Regions from separate parts of the Sus scrofa genome. Here region 1 is linked to region 2. Evidence: chromatin contacts called from public Hi-C data. All regions are on one chromosome and are shown on one strand. Each heading gives the region's core, a stretch centred on a gene start, on an enhancer-like site or on the middle of the called end of the contact. The rest is flanking DNA. Distances are from core to core; before and after follow the strand shown. Region 1 overlaps HSF2BP (heat shock factor 2-binding protein). Region 2 has its middle 20 kb from the start of SIK1.

Region 1 (4,098 bases), core at 54-2,553, 76 kb after region 2:
GGATCGAACTCGCAACCTCATGGTTCCTAGTCAGATTCGTTTCCGCTGAGCCATGACGGGAACTTCCTAATCGGGTAACTTTTATTTCTTTTTCTTCTCCGAGTGCTGTGGCGAGGACTTACCCTGTTGGTATTTTTATTTGGCATGTTGAGGCAAAATATCAGCTTTACAATATAGATTCTTCTCAGGCAAACAAGAATTTATATTTCCATTTATTCAAGCTTGTTTATCTTCACCATATAACATTTAATAAAAAATTTAAAAATAAACCAAAGAGATGGAAAATAGAAGAAAAGAAAGAGGCCCAATATCAAATAATAGATGCTCCTATGAAGAGGAAGTGAGCCAGCAGAGAGAAGGAAACTAACGTGGAGCCTCCATGAAACAGCGCCTAAGCCCTAGCAGATTAATGTAAAACCTCAGCTGAAGCCTTATTCATCTCAGTTCCTATTACCCAACAAACAGCATCCAGCTTTCAACCAAAAATGACAAGGCATGCTAAAAGAAAAGACAGTACACAGTTTGAAAAGACAACCGAAGCATCAGAGCCAGACTCTCTAGGACAGAGAGTTGGGAATTAGCAGACGGGATATGTGAAGTAACTATGAGTAATACCCTAAGGGCTCTATCTTAGTCAGTTTGCGCCTCCGTAACAAAACACCACCAAGTAGTAACAGTAGACATTCTCTCACTGTCAGGAGACGGAAAGTTCGCGATCACAGCACCAGCAGGAAGAGGCCCCTGCCGCCTCCCTCCTTGTCAGGCAGGTGTCCTTCTCACGGCCCCCACGCCTCCTGAACCTCTCGGTCCCAGTCTCTTCTCCACAGAAGGACTCCTGTCAAACTGCACTAGGATCCAAGCGGAAGGCCTCATTTTAACTTGATTGCCTCTTTAAAGCCCTATTTCCAAATACCGCCACATTCTGAGATAGCAGGAGGAGGGGTGGTGATTAGGGCTTCAACCTATGAATTTTCAACAATTCAGCCCACAATAGGCTCTAATGGAAAAAAATGCAACAGAAAAGAAATATAAACAGAGAGGTGGAGATCCCAAAAATGAATCAAATTTCAGCTTAGATATTATCTCCTCAGAGAAGCTTCCCCCACCGCCCAATGTAAAGATACTACCTGCTCAGCCTCGCACCCACCGCCCAATTTTAAGTCTCTGAACAGCGTTTATTCTGCTACATGACCTTCTCTCCTCCTCGCTGGACGGAAAGCTCCGGGAGTCAAGGGCCTTGTCAGCCTTGCTCATCACTGTGTCCCTGATACAATAAATATTTGCTGAACAAATGAAAAGACTGTTGCATGTGGCCAAGGCTGATGTAATGCATTTCAGAGCAAACAAAATAACTAGGCCGCTGAAAAGATAGCTGTGCGGCCATCAAAGAAGCGTAAAAGAAAACCAGCCACTGGAAGCGACAAATGAGACAAAGGCTGCCAAGGGTGCCGCCACAGACATGCCTTCACGATGACATGGCCGTAAGGAAAGCTCCTGGAGAGCCCGAGCGCTCTGCGGGAGGCCCCGTCCCCAACCAGGGCACCAACCCCCACTAACCCCCAACCAGGGCCCCTCAGGCTCTGCTCGGCTGTGCCCCGAGCACCTCGCCAATCTTTGGGTCACGCGATACTGGCCTGGCCTACGTGTTCCTTCCGAGGATGACCAGAGTAAAATGAAGAACACTTAGCAGCTCTCTCCTCCCAGCTCCTGCAGTCATCTCACGGACAAACTATGCGACCAGGACCCCCTCTAAAGATCACACCAAGTCCACAAGCCTGCACGCGGTGGGGGGCGGGGACGCCTCTGACCCCGTCTCTGTGACTAACTGAGACGACTTCCTTTTTCCCTTTGAAAACGTTCATGGCCGAGCAGTCTTCAGAGACGGTTTTGAGGGCTCCGGGTCCACCCTCTCCCCACACTGCTGGCAATCGGATTAAAAACAGCCCTTCTCCCTGTCAGGTCTCTGTCTCAAGTATTGATTTTTGAGCGGCGAGCAGCCAGACCTGATGTAGTGACGCTGTCAGCTCAGTGACAGCGTCTAAAGGGAACGTGGACCGAGGGAAAGGAAAACAGCTTAGACGCCCACACTGCACAAGCAGAAGAACACAGACCGTGTCTCTGGGGGGCACAGCTAAGCACGTTCTGGGTGACAGCAACACAACTCATCTTGCAACCATCATGGGCGCCTCATTACTTGAGACCGGGAACATTCTGGTAGGAGGCTCAGTCTGGGGCTTGGAGGCGGCGGAGGCATGTCCACCAGTGACTTCGAGAGAGCGGGTGTGGGTGACGAGGGCTTTGAAGTGCCACCTTACATTTCTTCACAAAATGGAGACGTCAGAGCTGAACAAGACAGTGCCTGCCGTTCAAAACCCGGCAGGAGATAAAGCAGAAGGAAGAGGAGAGACTCGGTGAGCTAGAAGGAAGGGCGACAGAAAGGCTCAGTCGAGCGACGGAGGAAGCAGAGCAGAAAGACGAGGAGCAGGGCCTCTGTCCGTGAGGCCATAAAAAGCATCTAATGTCCATGTCATTGCAGTTCGGGAAAGAGTGGGACAGGCGGCAGGGCTGGAAAACACTCTAAGAAGTAACAGCTGAGATTTTACCCAAGTTGGCAAAAGACACAAACCTACAGACAGAGGAAGCTGAGCCCAGAGCAACCGGGAGAGACCTCAAGAGATCTCGGCCAAGACACACCAATGGGAGGAAAGCAAGTCAAGGAGACTCGACTGCTCAGCAGAGACCTGGGGCCAGAGGGAAGCAACACAGCCTCTTCCACATGTGGAAAGGAAAAAGTGTCAACCCCGAGTCCTTCAGAAAATGAAGGGGAATTCAGGACATTCTGAGATGAAGGAAAATTCAGAGACAGAGTCTCCAGCAGACCTACTCAAAGACTGGCTAGACCACACAAGCACTCGCATCATTCAGAACCAGCCTTCCAGAGCGCAGCTCACTTCTCTGCACTTCTCTGTCCACACCTGCCGCCACCCGCTCGGGGCGGACAGCCCGGCCCCACGTGCTGGCAGCTGCCCTTGGAAGGGAAGCTCCTTCCCTGGGGGCCCGGCCAGAGTGCAGCTCAGCCACTCTGCTACCGCCACAGGGCCCCGCGGCCCACAGGGACCTCCACCCGACACTGGCCCTCGCGCGGCACCCACCCTGGACGGCAGCCTGCAGAGTCCCGAGTGTCAGCCCTTGTCAGTCCCTTGCCATCAGCAGTCCCCCCGCCTTCCAGCGCCTCCCCCTTTATGGGCCCCTCGGGGAGACCCCGTGGGGCTCACCCAAACCCTCTGTGGTCTGAACTGAGCAATCCAGCCAGCGACCCCCACAAAGACCCTCATGAAGGGCCCAGGCCCCGCCTCCCGGTCTGCACTGGGCCCCGACCTGCCGTGTGGCCCCTCGTGGTGCCCTGTCCCCTCCCAGGACCCGTGAGTAAGAACTTCTCGGCGTCAGGCCCTCTGTGGTCCGTTGCTGAACCGCAGCTCACGCCTGGCCACCTGTGCTCCGCCTAACGAGTGTTAGTTTGACCACTCATACCGCAGCCCAACAGCGGGAGGATGCCCATCGAGTGATGGATGAAGAGAAAGCGTGGCGAGGCTACCCAAGCGGCTGGCTGTCACCTGGCCCAGACAAGGGGTGAGGTACAGCGAAATGCTGCAGCGCTGATGACCCCGGAAGACGCGCTAAGGAACGGAAGTTGCCACAGAAGGCCCCACGTTACACAAATCCCACTTCTGCACTGGCCAGAACAGGTAAACACAGAGACTGAGAGCAGGGTGGCAGCTGCCAGGGGCAGAGTGGAAAGGAGACGGGCACAGACTGTGATGGGCACAGGGTTGCTATCGGCAGTGATGGCGACAGTCTAAAGTTAGACGGTGGTGATGTCTGCACAGCTCTGTGAACGCACCACAAAGTGCTGAATCATACACCATAAGTGGTTGAATCTCATGGTATGTGAGTTACAGCTCAAGAAAACTGGTTTTTGTCTTTTGTCTTTTTAGGGGTGCACCCGCGGCATATGGAAGTTCCCAGGCTAGGAGTTGAGTGGGAGCCGCGGCCGATAGGCTACACCACAGCCACAGCAATGCCAGATCTGAGCTGCAT
Region 2 (4,309 bases), core at 1,078-3,577:
CAGGAGAGCAGCACCTGGGGGGTCCAGGCCCGGGCTGACGGTCAAGGGCTCTGCTCAGCTTGGCCCTTGGCCTCTCTGTTCCTGAGCTCTCAGAAGGGCCCCCTCCCCAGGCCTGCAAGCAGGAGCCGGAGCGGGGCCTGGCAGCCAGACCAAAGACAGAAAGGCCGACAGACAGCAGGCCGGCTGGATCCCTGCTTCTGGGGCTGCCCAGTGGGACCGGAGGCCCCGAGGCAGGTTCAAACTGTCCCTTGTGTCCCGGGCAGGTTGCTGTGAGGCCGGACGCACCCCATCAAAAGCTTCCTCATCAAAGGTGCACCCAGAGCCCTGGGGACAGGGCCGAGCCAGACGGTCCCTAAGTGTCATGTGGGCACGAGGGACAGGGGTGGAGACCTCCCCAGATGTGAAGGCCTGGGGTCAGTGGCAGCTCAGAAGTGTGACTCTGTCTGGCCCCCGAGCAGGACAAGCAGAGAACCAGCCTCCTGACTCTGATTCACAAACAAAATTCTACCAAGAGAATTTGAGCATCTGATTGGCTTTTACCAAGGATTTGGGGGTCTGTGGGCAGCGTCCCATCTAGTAAACAAGGGCTCCAGGGGTGGCACAGGTGGGAGGTTCCCACAGGCAGAAGGAGGGCAGGACAACAGGTATTAAGAAAAGAAAAGCAAGGAGAGTTTCCAGCCAGGCGCCAGCTGCCGGAACTCTGCCAGCTGCCCACCCAACCTGCTGCCCACCCAGCCTGCTGCCCCACCCGGTCGGTCCCTTCCCTCCGGCCGGAACCACCACAAACTCCTGCCCACGTATCCCCCCCTCTAAGACCCCCGACTGCCCGGTGCTTCCCCCTGTGCGGTGGGCAGTGCCCCTCCTCTGGGGGGTCCATGAGGAGGGCAGGCAGCTCCTGAACTGCTGGTGTCACCACACCAGAGACTAATGAACCTTCACGTAAAAACACTCCCAGGAGTTCCCTGGTGCCGCAGCGGATTAAAGATCCTGCATTGTCTCTGCTGTGGCACAGGTTTGATCCCTGGCCCAGGAACTTTCTCATGCCCCAGGTGTGGCCAAAAAAAAACCACACAAAACACACAACTCCCTGCACAGGCCTGGCAACTTCCAAGTCCCAGGGAGAGCCTTCCCGTCCACGGACAGACCTGCTCAGCCCCCAGCCCCGTAGTTCCCTGCAGGTGGGGATCCGGTGCCCTTGCTGGCTCCTCGTGGCTCTGGTTCCACTGCCCACAGCCCATCTCGTTGTGGGGAGCTTCAGCCATGGAGCAGCCGCTGATGCAAAGCCAGGGCTCTCGAGGGGGCTGCTTGGGGGTATCCTCAGAGAGGAGCCGGCCCTGCAGGGCTGCCCACCCCCCTGGGGCCACCCCTTTGAGCACCCCTAGATAGTGCAGAGGGGAGGGGAGCCCCGGCCCTGCCCTTGGACCAGCAAGACTCGGCAGCATCTTTTTGCTGCCCGCATTTTGTGCTTGAGGTCAGGACCCGGTTTGGGGCTGGGTCTCCCCATTTCAAACTCCCTGCAGGCTTTGCATCCCGCCTCTGCTTCTATTCCAGCACATTCCGGTGGAACGGCTGCCGGAGCCATACCGCCCACGCCTCCTTTGCCTGTGATCCCGTAATCCCTTCGGGACGGGCGGCCCCTGGACCCGGCGGGCCTGCCAGGCGTGAGCATCCTCGCCTGTCATCCTCCCGCCCCCTCCGCCCCCGGCCGCTGACTCAGCCTCATAACCCCAAGCACTGTCCCCTGAGGCTGACTCGGTTCTCGGCTGGTGTGGAATCCAGCCCCTGCGTCTGCAGAGTCCGTGTAGTGGTCCCAGCTCCCCGCCTCCCTGACCTCTCCCCGGCCAGGGCCAAACGGGGCTGCAGGAATGCCCGGGGCTGCAGAGGAGCCAGCGCCACCCCGGCTTGGTGGCTCCCCCCGCCCCACATTGCTCAACGCCCCAGGGACCAAACCCAGGATGTGCCCGAACAGGGGAGGCTGACCCATGGACGTGACAAGGGACCTGGCCTCCCCTCACCCGAGGAGGCTGCGCCTGGGACAGACAGTGTAACCCCTCGGCTCAGAGCTCCTCGGGGCGGGACAGGATGGATAGAGAAGCAGACCTGGGGCGGGGGGGGGTGTTCTCGGGGTTTTCCAGCATCCTCAGGAGCAAAGACAGTCCTGCGTGGAGCGGAGGCTCAGGCCGCGGGGGTCAAGGTTCTTAGCCAGAGTCACGTGGGTTACAGCAATGCCGGCAGCGAACTCCTGACCCCAGCAGAGGAGAGGTCAGCCCCCGAGCCAGGGGCCGGTCAGTGTCTGAGCAAACAGACACCAGAGGAAGTGGAGCTGGAAACGGGCCGACACAGACCACACTCTGCCCTGCAGGCCTCCCAGGACGTCCTGGCAGGACACGGGGACATGTGGCGGGTTGGGCTTCTGGTCAGCAGATCTGACCTCAAAGGGCGGCAGCTCCCTTTCTGGTCAGAGGCCCCAGGATCAGACCTGGGACCCGGGAGGGCAGGGGAGCAGGTGATCCCGAGTGCGTGTCCCACGCCAGGCTCTGGCCCTGCTGCTGGGCACCCCCTCTTCCTCCGGGAGACGCCAGCCCCTGCGGCGTGGGGGGCTCTGGGCAAAGCCTGGTCACATGGGTCAGCTGGTTTTGCATTTCGATCTTGACTCAGACCCAGGTGGCAGCCAGCTCGGGGGTCCTGCAGCCAGGGACCACTGCTGTCTGTTACGAGAGAGCATGCCCGCCCCCATCCTCGTGAGTGGGGCCGGGGATCGAACGTGCAACCTCACGGGTACTAGTCAGCTTCATTAACCACCGAGCCGTGACGGGAAATCCCAGTACAGACCTTAATTTTAAAAATACCTTATTGGAGTTCCCGCTGTGGTACAGCAGGTTAAGGATCTGGCGTATTCTCTGCAGTGGCTCGGATGCCTGCTGAGACGCAGGTTCAGTCCCTGGTCTGGGAACTTCCTCTTGCCATGGGGTACGACTGTGAAAAGAAAAAAAAGACCTCATTGCTGAAAAATGCTAACCACCATCCGAGCCTTCAGCAAGTTGTAATCTTTCTGCAATAGTCACGCCAAAGACCATGGACCCACCTAATGAATATCACACTAATGAAAGTGTTTGAACTACTGTGAGAATTAACAAAATGTGACCCAGGAGTTCCCATCATGGCGCAGTGGTTAACGAATCTGACTAGGAACCATGAGGTTGCAGGTTCGATCCCTGGCCTTGCTCAGTGGGTTAAGGATCCGGTGTTGCCGTGAGCTGTGGTGTGGGTTGCAGATTCGGCTCAGATCCCGAGTTGCTGTGGGTGGTATAGGCCGGCGGCTACGGCTCCGATTCGACCCCCTAGCCTGGGAACCTCCATATGCTGCGAGTGCGGCCCTAAAAAAGGCAAAAAGACAAAAAAAAAAAGTGACCCAAAGATGTGAGGTGAGCAGATGTGGTTGGAAAATGGTGCCAGTAGACCCGCTCGACTCAGGGTTGCCACAAACGTCTGATGTGCTGTTGTCGCTGTTGAAGCCCGAAAAGCAGCACAAGGTGCGGCTGGGTTGTGTTTCTAAGATGACCCATGCGGTTGCAAGTAACCACGGGTCACTCTGGGTCTGCTGTATACTATTCCCCTGGGGACAACTACACGATCCCACGTGGCATCACCGGCAATGACCCGAGGGTCTGGAATATTCTTCTGTGCGTGTCCTGGTCTGCGTGTGGCTTCTCCAGGCCACCACCTCTCTCCTGTTTCCATTTTTCAACCAACTGGGCAGAGCCGGGGCTGCGGACAAGGAATGGGGGTGTGGGGCCTGGCGGAGCCCACCTGGGGACGACAGGTGTCCAGTCACTGAGTGCGCATCCCCTGAGGTTATCGATTGGTTGCTTTTTGTTGTTGTTGTTTCTCAGGGATATACCTGAGGCATATGGAGGTTCCCAGGCTAGGGCTCTAATTGGAGCTGTAGCCACCGGCCTACACCAGAGCCACAGCAATGCCAGATTCGAGCCGCCTCTGTGACCTACACCACAGCTCATGGCAACACCAGATCCTTCACCCACAGAGCGAGGCCAGGGATCGAACCCTCAACCTCATGGCTCCTAGTCAGATTCGTTTCGGCTGCGCCACAACAGGGAACTCCTCGATCGGTTTCTTGACCAGCGTAGCTGTGTTCCCAAGACGGTGAACCCTTCCAGGCAGAGCAAACCTCTGCCTTGAGAGCCCCTCCCTTTCCCGTCTCTCTGAGCGTAGGGTTAGGGTTAGGGTGAGGGTTAGGGTTAGGGTTAGGGTGAGGTCAGAGGGCACGAGCCGCAGTGGGGCTGGCGGA

Evidence for each region. Hi-C and Micro-C count contacts between places; a contact is called where the count stands out from the background.
Region 1: a Hi-C map of liver shows a contact between it and region 2, with 3 times the contacts expected there. The contact joins two enhancer-like sites. A contact is called at or near these places in 7 of 47 Hi-C or Micro-C datasets (embryonic fibroblasts, epiblast stem cells, fetal liver and 2 more).

Annotation. Positions count from the first base shown.
Region 1 is chr13:206,561,233-206,565,330 of Sscrofa11.1, forward strand. All of the region lies in intron 8 of HSF2BP (heat shock factor 2-binding protein), which reads right to left. Among named protein-coding and RNA genes, the nearest start is that of HSF2BP, 66 kb to the right of the region's middle. Within about 2 kb of position 1,304, at least 25 of the 83 cell types and tissues checked have an H3K27ac peak or open chromatin away from gene starts, as enhancers often do. A contact at or near this core is called in fetal liver and liver, where this site is marked.
Region 2 is chr13:206,483,719-206,488,027 of Sscrofa11.1, forward strand. No RefSeq gene overlaps it. Among named protein-coding and RNA genes, the nearest start is that of SIK1, 20 kb to the left of the region's middle. Within about 2 kb of position 2,328, at least 13 of the 83 cell types and tissues checked have an H3K27ac peak or open chromatin away from gene starts, as enhancers often do. A contact at or near this core is called in fetal liver and liver, where this site is marked.